Linked DNA regions of Sus scrofa: region 1 is linked to region 2. A link is a contact called in public HiChIP or PLAC-seq data. All regions are on one chromosome and are shown on one strand. The core of a region is the stretch at or near the end of the contact, and the rest is flanking DNA. Distances in the headings are between cores, read along the strand shown. Region 1 overlaps DDX6 (probable ATP-dependent RNA helicase DDX6). Region 2 overlaps ARCN1 (coatomer subunit delta).

Evidence for each region. HiChIP or PLAC-seq counts read pairs in DNA pulled down with a chosen protein or histone mark.
Region 1: a contact with region 2 is called in an H3K27ac HiChIP or PLAC-seq map of alveolar macrophages. The contact joins two enhancer-like sites. A contact is called at or near these places in 2 of 47 Hi-C or Micro-C datasets (brain and mesenchymal stem cells) and 1 of 2 datasets of contacts at active chromatin or transcription factors (alveolar macrophages).

The regions. Positions count from the first base shown.
Region 1 is chr9:46,045,865-46,050,549 of Sscrofa11.1, forward strand. DDX6 (probable ATP-dependent RNA helicase DDX6) reads right to left here. Exons shown (of 13, transcript XM_021062947.1): 5 at 505-634. Among named protein-coding and RNA genes, the nearest start is that of DDX6, 15 kb to the right of the region's middle. Within about 2 kb of position 3,172, at least 2 of the 83 cell types and tissues checked have an H3K27ac peak or open chromatin away from gene starts, as enhancers often do. A contact at or near this core is called in alveolar macrophages, where this site is marked.
Region 2 is chr9:45,868,134-45,872,878 of Sscrofa11.1, forward strand. All of the region lies in intron 1 of ARCN1 (coatomer subunit delta), which reads left to right. Among named protein-coding and RNA genes, the nearest start is that of ARCN1, 6.7 kb to the left of the region's middle. Within about 2 kb of position 2,013, at least 5 of the 83 cell types and tissues checked have an H3K27ac peak or open chromatin away from gene starts, as enhancers often do. A contact at or near this core is called in alveolar macrophages, where this site is marked.

The sequences.
Region 1 (4,685 bases), core at 1,922-4,421, 180 kb after region 2:
TAAAAATTTAAGAAAAAGGTTTAGAAATGAAAATTTAACTCTACTAGCTTATTCTGTGTACATCTATGGAAGTCTGTTTCTTCCCTCTTAAAATCCCCAAAGCAAAGGCTTTAGCGAGGAAAAGTTCATGTTTCTTCAAGGAACCCTGCAGACACGCATGTGCCACAAGAAACAAAACAGTTCAGTGCTAATAGTGTGAAAGTAGCTATGTCATATAATTTAACTTTTCAAAAGCTTAGCTTTCCTATTTATAAGGACAATACTCTTTTTGCCTAACTCATGGAATGTTTCGTAACTGTGTAACATGTAAAAGAACTTTGAAAACTAGAACTTTATAAAACCTCTCTTATAAGCTGGGAATCATTTTTGTAAGGCGATCAGGCTAAAAGCTGTGGAAAGGATAAATACCAATTCCAGATTAAGTTCTGACTAAAAAAAGATGGTAATACCTTCTACAGAGTTCCAAGGTTTAAAGTGCCATTTTAGTTTAAACATACAACTAACCTTGTATATTGTCCTTCTTCAGGTCTAGCCGTTCAAGTAAGGGAATGAGGTAGGCACCGCTCTTGCCTGTTCCATTTTTTGCTCTAGCTAAAATATCCCTACCAGATAAAGCAATGGGAATGCTCTCCTCCTAAAAGAAAAAGACAATGCAAATTAACTTATGAATTAAAAAATAGTACATAAGCAAATTCTTTAAAACACGCTGAAGGTATTAAATACCTCTTTGGTATTACTTTAAACTGTTTTATATTTGTGTTTTATAAAGAGACCAAGTAAATTAGTAGGACCAATCCATATCGCCATCAGTGTCAACTAACATTTACCAAAACTGCTCATAAAATACATACTATTTTGTATCCTAATGTAATAAAACCTACATATGTGAGTTTGTATATGGGAGTATTGTATCTAAGGAAGGTGAGCATCAACAATAAAGAGGAGGAATTTAGGCTGATAAATACAGGGAAAAAAGCAAAGGACAATTCACAATTAAAACTGGAAGAAAAGGAGTTCCTGTCGTGGCGCAGTGGTTAATGAATCTGACTAGGAACCATGAGGTTGCGGGTTCGATCCCTGGCCTCGCTCAGTGGGTCAAGATCTGGCCTTGCTGTGAGCTGTGGTGTAGGTTGGAGACGCGGCTCGGGTCTCCGATTAGACCCCTAGCCTGGGAACCTCCACATGCTGCTGGAACAGCCCAAGAAATGGCAAAAAAGGCAAAAAAAAAAAAAAAAAAAAAAAAAAGGCAAAAAAAAAAAAAAACTGGAGGAAAAAACAGAATAGATCAAGGATATAGATATATGATTATTCTAAGACTAGTAAATCAATCTGACTAGAAAAATTGTAGCTTGGACGATTTATCCTTACACAAAACAGGAATAGACTGGAAAAGTTAATCTCAGGTTCCATTTGATATTTTTAATTGTGTTACATAATGTCCAATGTCTGTGGACTGGATTCCCGACAATTACAAAATATTAAATACACATAAACAGAATTAAAAAGGCAAGGTAGGTATGAACTGGGAGGAAGCAGTGTTTGTTTTCTTTTTTTTTTTAAATTGCCACACCTATGGAATATGGAAGTTTCTGGGCCAAGGAATTGAATCCTTGCTACAGCTGTGGCAACACTGGATCCTTAACTCACTGCACCGGGCCAGGAATCAAACCTGCACCACTTCTGCAGTGACCCAAGCCACTGCAGTCAGATTCTTAACCGTGCCAGAGGAGGAACTCCCAGAATATTTTTATTTCTAAAACTAAGAAATTTTAATTTCTAAAACTATAATATTAGGAAAATAAAAACATGAAAGATTCATAATCACCATAACAATTACTGATTTCTTTTTTTTTTTTTTTTTTTTTTTGCTTTTCGGGGCCACACTCGAGGCGTATGGAAGTTCCCAGGATAGGGGCTGAATGAGAGCTATAGTTGCCAACTTGCACCACAGACATGCAAGATCCAAGCCACATATGCAACCTACACCACAGCTCATGGCAACACTGGATCGTTAACCCACTGAGTGAGTCCAGGGATTAAACCTGCATCCTCATGGATCCTAGTCGGATTCATTACCGCTGAGCCACAATGCGTTTCTTTCTTTTCTTGAGCTAATGTCCAAAACAATATCTCTAGCACTTAAAAACTGTTATTGGAGAAATTAAGCCATAAACATCATGACTTTCATTTCCCACCATGACACTCATTCTAGAACAATAATCACAGGAGCTCCCATCGTGGCACAGCCAAAATGAATCCGACTAGGAACCATAAGGTTGTGGGTTCGACCCCTGGCCTCGCTCAGTGCGTTAAGGATCTGACATTGCCCTGAGCTGTGGTGCAGGCTGCAGACGTGGCTTGGATCCTGCAACAGCCTATAGCTAGGCCAGCAGCTATAGCTCTGATTTGACCCCTAGTCTGTGAACCTCCACATGCTGTGGGTGCAGCCCTAAAAAGCAAAAAAGGAACACCAATCACATAGGACGGATGAGTTCCTTATGGTTAGAATAACTAGCACAGTTGCCAAAACAACTGCAAAAATTGTGCAGTGACAAAGACTCTGTTACCTTATTCCTATAGCTATCATTAAACAGTGAGATTATGGTAAAACAGGTCAAAGAACGAAATCTTATTTTTGACCCTATGGTCTTATTAATCTCTTCTACTTTGAGTCAGCTCTACTAATCTTCAGGTATCCTGAAGGCTTATTATCCCCATGGGTTCATTTTCTTCTATGGTTTTTAAACAGGCTACCTGCACACTACTCAGTTCTAGAGTAGAAAAAAAGGCTAGGAATCTGAGTCAGGCCCTTTAAAAGGATAAAACTTCTGAACAAAGTCAGAGAGGGTAGAATTAGATTGGGGTTATCCTAACTTCTATTTTGGGTTTACCTTTCTACTTAAAGGCCACTGACTTCTATTCCTCTGCTCTCTTTGACAGGACTTATGCTCTACAGAAACTGTTTAAGGATAGGGCTTTAACAAAGTAAGTAAGCTAGTTTGTAAATTACGATGCACTGATGTTTTGTCCTATACGGTAGCCATTATTAGTTAGCAGTCAGGGAATCAAGCACATCCACACAATCTCTTACTACTGTTTGGTAGGAAGATTAAGAGAAATGAAGCAAGAGAATTCAAGTCAGACCCAGACAGCTTTGAAACCCAAGAGGAAATCTTGGGGAGCTGCCAGGGAGAAGAAAAAAAGGAAGCTAAACAATTTACTGTGTGATGGGCACTATGCTTAGCTATTTAATGTTATTTATATCCTTTCAAGTTCTTACAAAACATATCCTGAGACAGATTGTTTTGCCCAAGGCAGCAAAGCAAGAAAGGCCAGAACCAGGATTTGAACTCAGGTCTGCTAATAGAGAAATCAGAACCTCATATACTATAAGTAGACTGTGCGGCCATTTTGAAAAGTCTGGCAGTTCCTCAAAAGTTTAAACAGTTACTTATGTACCAGCAATTCTACTCATCAGTATATACCTGAGAGAAATGGAAACAACTCCACAAAAACTCGTACATCGATGTTCAAAATAACATTATCCATAATAGCTAACAACCCTACCAACTGAAAAATGGATAAACCAAATGTGATAGAGCCATACAATGGAATATAACTCAGCAATTAAAAGGAATGAAGTACTGATCTATGATACAGTATTGATGAACCCTAAAAACATGCCAAGTCTAAAAAAAAAACCAGTCACAAAAAACCAGAACGGGCCAACCCATAGAAACAGAAAGATTAGTGGTTGATTAGAACTAGAGGAAAACTGAGGGGAGACTACTAGGAATTTTTGGGGTGATGAAAATGTTCTAGAACTGACTGTATTAACTGGTTGCACAACTGTGAATGTACAGGAAAAAAAACTGTAAACTTGAAGTGTGTGAATTGTGTCCTATGTGATTTATATCTTATGGTCACCAAATTATTTAAAAAATTATTTATATTTAGACAAAAAACTGAATAAAATTGTAAAATGATGTTAATCATTACGACAACAGACATAGAAAAAAAAAGAAAACAAGTGGAAAGAAGGCAGATAAGAACAGAAGAACATCAGTCATGATGCCAGACTATACCAGAGGACTTCTAAATTTCTTTTTGGTTCTAAAGCTCTAATTTTTTTTTTTCCTTTTGTCTCGTGAGGGCAGTACCCATGGCATATGGAGGTTCCCAGGCTAGGGGTCTAATTGGATCTACAGATGCTGGCCTACACCACAGCCACAGTAACGCCAGATCCAAGCTGCGTCGTGACCTACACCACAACTCACGGCAACGCTGGATCTTTATTAACCCACTGAGCAAGGCCAGGGATTGAACCTGAAACCTCATGGCCTCGGTTTCTGCTGCACAACGACAGGAACTCCTAAAGTTCTAATATTTATGGTTTGTTATGCTGAAGGATTCCTTAGAACCGTAAGTCTTGTGTTTTCCAGATTCTCAAGCAAAGCAGTAGTGTAGAAAAAGGCACTGTGAATGACAATTTCAGGCATATAAAACAATACTTTATTTAAAAAAAATTTTGGCCACACCCATGGCACACAGAAGTTCCTGGGCCAGGGACTGAACCCATGCCACATCTGTAACCAGAGCCACTGCAGTGACAATCCCCGATCTTCTACCCTCTGAGCTGCCATGGAACTCCAATAATACTTTGTATTCAAACTGTGCTTCCTATT
Region 2 (4,745 bases), core at 763-3,262:
CTCGAGTTTCCACTGATTTGCCATCTATTTATTCCCCAAATTGGAAGTACACTGTAGAAACTGAGAATGATGTCCTTTTATTTTTATTCTTTACAGGTTTTTATTTTTTGTTTTAGAAAGGAAACTTGTGATGAGCTTAAATCTCTTACTGAGTAACTTCAAGTTTTGGTTTTGTATTTGGTCTAGATCTTACTGTGATCTTCCCCTGGATTTGATTTTATCTATAACTACTTCATGCAAAGGAGAAAGACAAAATGATTTTCTCTGAAGTTGTAGAAACTAGCCTTAATATGGTCATGAATTATATATATGTGTCATCATTATGATGAATTATGAAAGAGAAGGTAACTGGTTAATTCTGGAAGTAAGGAAAAGCCCTTGACTTTTTTCTTTAGGGAATTGTGCATATTTATGCTGAATTACTACGTGTTACTCTTGAATCTATCACTAGTGGGGATGAGGGGATATGCAGCTATTTGGTACATGTATATTATACACACTGATTTTAAACAGTTTGACTTTTGGCAGCTTAATATTAATGTAAAATATGGCTCCAGAGTAGTTTCTACTGGAGCAGTGGGTGTGAAATGGAGGTATTGCACATTTTCTGTTGCTGTAAATTTTTCAAATGCTACACTTATAGAATCTTAAAGATGGGAGTTCCCTTGTGGTACATCGGGTTAAGGATTTGGTGCTGTCACTGCAACATCTCAGGCCACTGCAATGGTGCAGGTTCAGTCTCTGGCCCAGGAACTTCTATGTGCCCTGAGCACAGCCAGAAAAACAAACACAAAAAAATCTTTATAAAGATGTACAGCCTACTTTATTTTTGGGTTTTTTTGTTTCATTTGTTTTTTGGCTGCACCCACGGCATGCTGAAGTTCCCGGGTCAGGGATTGAACCCACACCACAGCAGTGATGCTACAGTGACAACACCAGATCCTTAACCCTCTGAGCCACAAGAGGACTCCTAAAGTCACTTTAGATTTCATATAAATTAGTCTCTTTTAGGGATATTTCAAGAAGCGATTAAGTGATAATTAATGGCAGAGGCAGAACAGAAGCCTAATTCTCCAGATTTCTTTACTTAAGGGACTTCCTTTGGTGGGGGGGGCACACCTGCAGCATGTGGAAGTTCCCATGCTAGAGGTCTAATTGGAGCTGTAGCTGCTGGCGTACACCACAGCTCACAGCAATGCTGGATCCCTAAGCCACTGAGTGAGTCCAGGGATTGAACCCGCATCTTCATGGATCCTGGTTGGTTTCATTAACTGCTGAGCCACAAAGGGAACTTCCTCAAGGAACTTTCTGATCCATGTAGTTAAAGCTGTGTAGGAGAGAATTTTTATTCAATCCAAAAACAATTGATAATATACTCAAACTACTTTAAGTATTATTAAGAGAAAAATTGTTTGACAAATTTCAACCTAATGGGAAATTTTATTTTGTTTTTTCAACAGTCCTGATGAGATCATCGGCATGACTTCTGGGTCCTCAGTTTTTATATTTATAAAACAGTCAAAGGCTCTTGAAAGTTTCTTTTAGGTCTAAAAAGAAAATGTAAAAAAATAAATAAATAACTTCATGGAGAATCATGCATATTCATTCTTCCTGAAAGAAAATCACATCAGATTACACTAGGAACAATTAACTTACCTTTTAGTGTATACTATAATAATTTTTAGACATTGGTAAACATTAATGTGAAAAGAAGTTTATTTCAAGGCATTTGAGAAGATGAATGTTAATTTAGAACAGGTTTAATTTATCTTGTTTTGAGTTGACCATATTTTCCAGCCATGTTTGAATAACAGTGAATAGAAATCTGTGTCAGCTTCCTGGACCCTGTGATTGTGGTGTCTTGGGTGTTTCAAGGTTAAGAGCCATATTTAGTGTGGGGCACTTTGGTCCTGCCTTGGGAGCCTTATATTGCTTGTATCTGGATACTGGAATGACTCAAAGAGAGTCTCAGTTTTCCTGCTTGGGACCTACTGTTTTACACTGCTGTTTCTTCATCTTTATGTACTCAATTCCCCTGATTCATCAAAGCATAACTTAAATACTTTTGTTCTGTCATGTCAGCAGTGGTCTTGTGAGCTGAAAGTAATCTCTTCCTCCTCTGAATTCCCATAGCACATTACTTAACATGTTCTGCCTAGTATTACAGTTATTTATGTTTGTGTCCCTACTAGGCTGCTGCTGGATTTTTTGTTTTGGGGGGATTTTTTTTTTTTTTTGAAGTATAATAGACATATAACGTATTACTTTCAACATAATGATTTGATATTTATGTATATTGTGAAATAATCACCAAAATAAGTCTAGTGAACATTTGTCACTATTTAGTTATGAGTTATTTTTTCTTTTCATAGATGTGAGAACTTTTGAGATCTTGCTGGATTTCTTTCTTTCTTTCTTTTTTTTTTTTTTGTCTTTTTAGAGCTGCACCCGAAGCTTATGAAAGTTTCCAGGCTAGGGGTTGAACTGGAGCTACAGCCGCCAGCCTGTGCCACAGCCACAACAACGCCAGATCTGAGCCGCATCTGTGACACATGCTGTAGCTCATGGCAACACTGTGATGCCAGGGATTGAACCCACATCCTCGTGGATACTAATTGGGCTTGTTACTGCTGATCCACAATGGGAACTCTGAGATCTTGCTAGATTTCTTAAGGGAAGAATCTTACTAATTTCCTCTTGCTGTTTCCAGAGAGCATCTAGTGTGTATAGTAGGTGTCCAATAAATAATTATCTTATTAATTCTTAAAATAATACTGCTAACATGGAGATTTTCAGTACCTGTTATTACCCTTTGACCATGCTCCATCAATGCAGCAAAGTGGATGAGTTGCCCCTCTGTATAGCATACACCTTTCTGTTTACAGATTGCCTTTAATTTCTTTTTCCCTTTCATGTTGCCTTTGATGATGATAATTTTTACCTAAACTCTATCTGCATGGTATGGAGACGTTTATGTTTTCTTTCGTTTTTATTTTTATGTTTGTCTTTTTAGGGCCGCACCCATGGCATATGGAAGTTCCCAGGCTAGGGGTCGAATTGGAGCTGTAGCCCCAGGCCTACAGTTCAGCCACAGCAACAGGGGATCCAAGCCAGGTCTCTGACCTAAACCACAGCTTATGGCAACACTGGATTATTTAATCCACTGAGCAAGGCCAGGGATCGAACCTGTGTCCTCATGAATACTAGTTGGGTTCGTTACTGCTGAGCCACAGTGGGAACTCCTGGAGGCATTTTATTTATTTCTTTTAAATTTTTTTGGCTTTTTAGGAGCACACCCGAGGCATATGGAGGTTCCCAGGCTAGGGGGCCAATGAGAGCTACAGCTGCTGGTCTACGCCACAGCAATGCCAGATCCGAGCCGAATCTGTGACCTGCACCACAGCTCACAGCAACTCTGGATCCTTAACCCACTGAGCAAGGCAAGGGATCAAACACGTAACCTCATGGTTCCTAATCAGATTCATTTCTGCTGCGCCACAACCGGAACTCCCTGGAAGCATTTTAAATTCCAGCTGCCATTGTGGCTTACTGGTTAAGGACCCGACATAGTCTCTGTGAGATTGGTGGTTTGATCCTTGGCCTTGCTCAGTGAGTTAAGGGTCTGGCGTTGGTGCAAGCTGCTGTGTAGATTGCAATTGCTGTTTGGATCCAGTGTGGCTGTGACTGTGGCGTAGGCCTCAGCTGCAGCTCTGATTGAGCCCCTAGCCTGGGAACTTCCATTATGCCCCAGGCATAGCCGTAAAAAGAAAAAAAATTCCATCTGCCTAAGAACTACTCTGAAACCTACAAACATTGTTTCTAACAGGTTTATTATTATTAGGCATATTCGATATGGGCTTTGCATTAAGTCAGCATATTTATATAGGTCTAAAGGTTTGGTCTGAGTAGTCCTTTTTTGAGGTAGACATTTGACTTCAAGTGTTTAAATTGTGTGCTTAGTATCTTTATGTACTTGTGTTTTATTTTATTTCTTTAAAACCATAGAAAATTCTAAGGTAGGGGACCACATAATTCTTAGGACTGTGGTTCTCAGCCTCCCCCTCTCTGCCCCATGAAGAAGGCCTCTAGAAGTATTAAATTTATAATATGCCCCATTTATTTGTAATATTTCTCACTGCATAAAGTGATTATGGGTCACTTGAGAATTTCTACTGTAGAGGATCTGTGAACTCTGAAATTTTATATAAAATGTTGTAGGAAGAGAGTCTGTGTCCATTATTTAAACATTAAAATATTGCCAAACCCATGAAGGTAAAAATCCATTAACTTGAAGTGATAACTTTCTTGGCAACTTTATTTTTTTTTTTTTAATTTCTTTTTTTGTCTTTTTGCCATTTCTTGGGCCGCTCCCATGGCATATGGAGTTTCCCAGGCTAGGGGTCTAATTGGAGCTGTAGCTGCCAGCCTATGCCAGAGCCACAGCAACTCGGGATCTGAGCCGCGTCTGCAACCTACACCACAGCTCACGGCAACGCCGGATCGTTAACCCACTGAGCAAGGCCAGGGATCGAACCCGCAACCTCATGGTTCCTAGTCGGATTCGTTAACCACTGCGCCACGACGGGAACTCCGGCAACTTTATTTTTAATGTGCTGTTTTACATTGTGAATATATGTGGTATAAGTTACATAGTGCTTTGGTTTACATTTTTATTATACTCATCTGGCCCTCATAATAGCTCCTGAAATAGATGATGCTCCATTTTATAAGAGAAAAAAACTGAG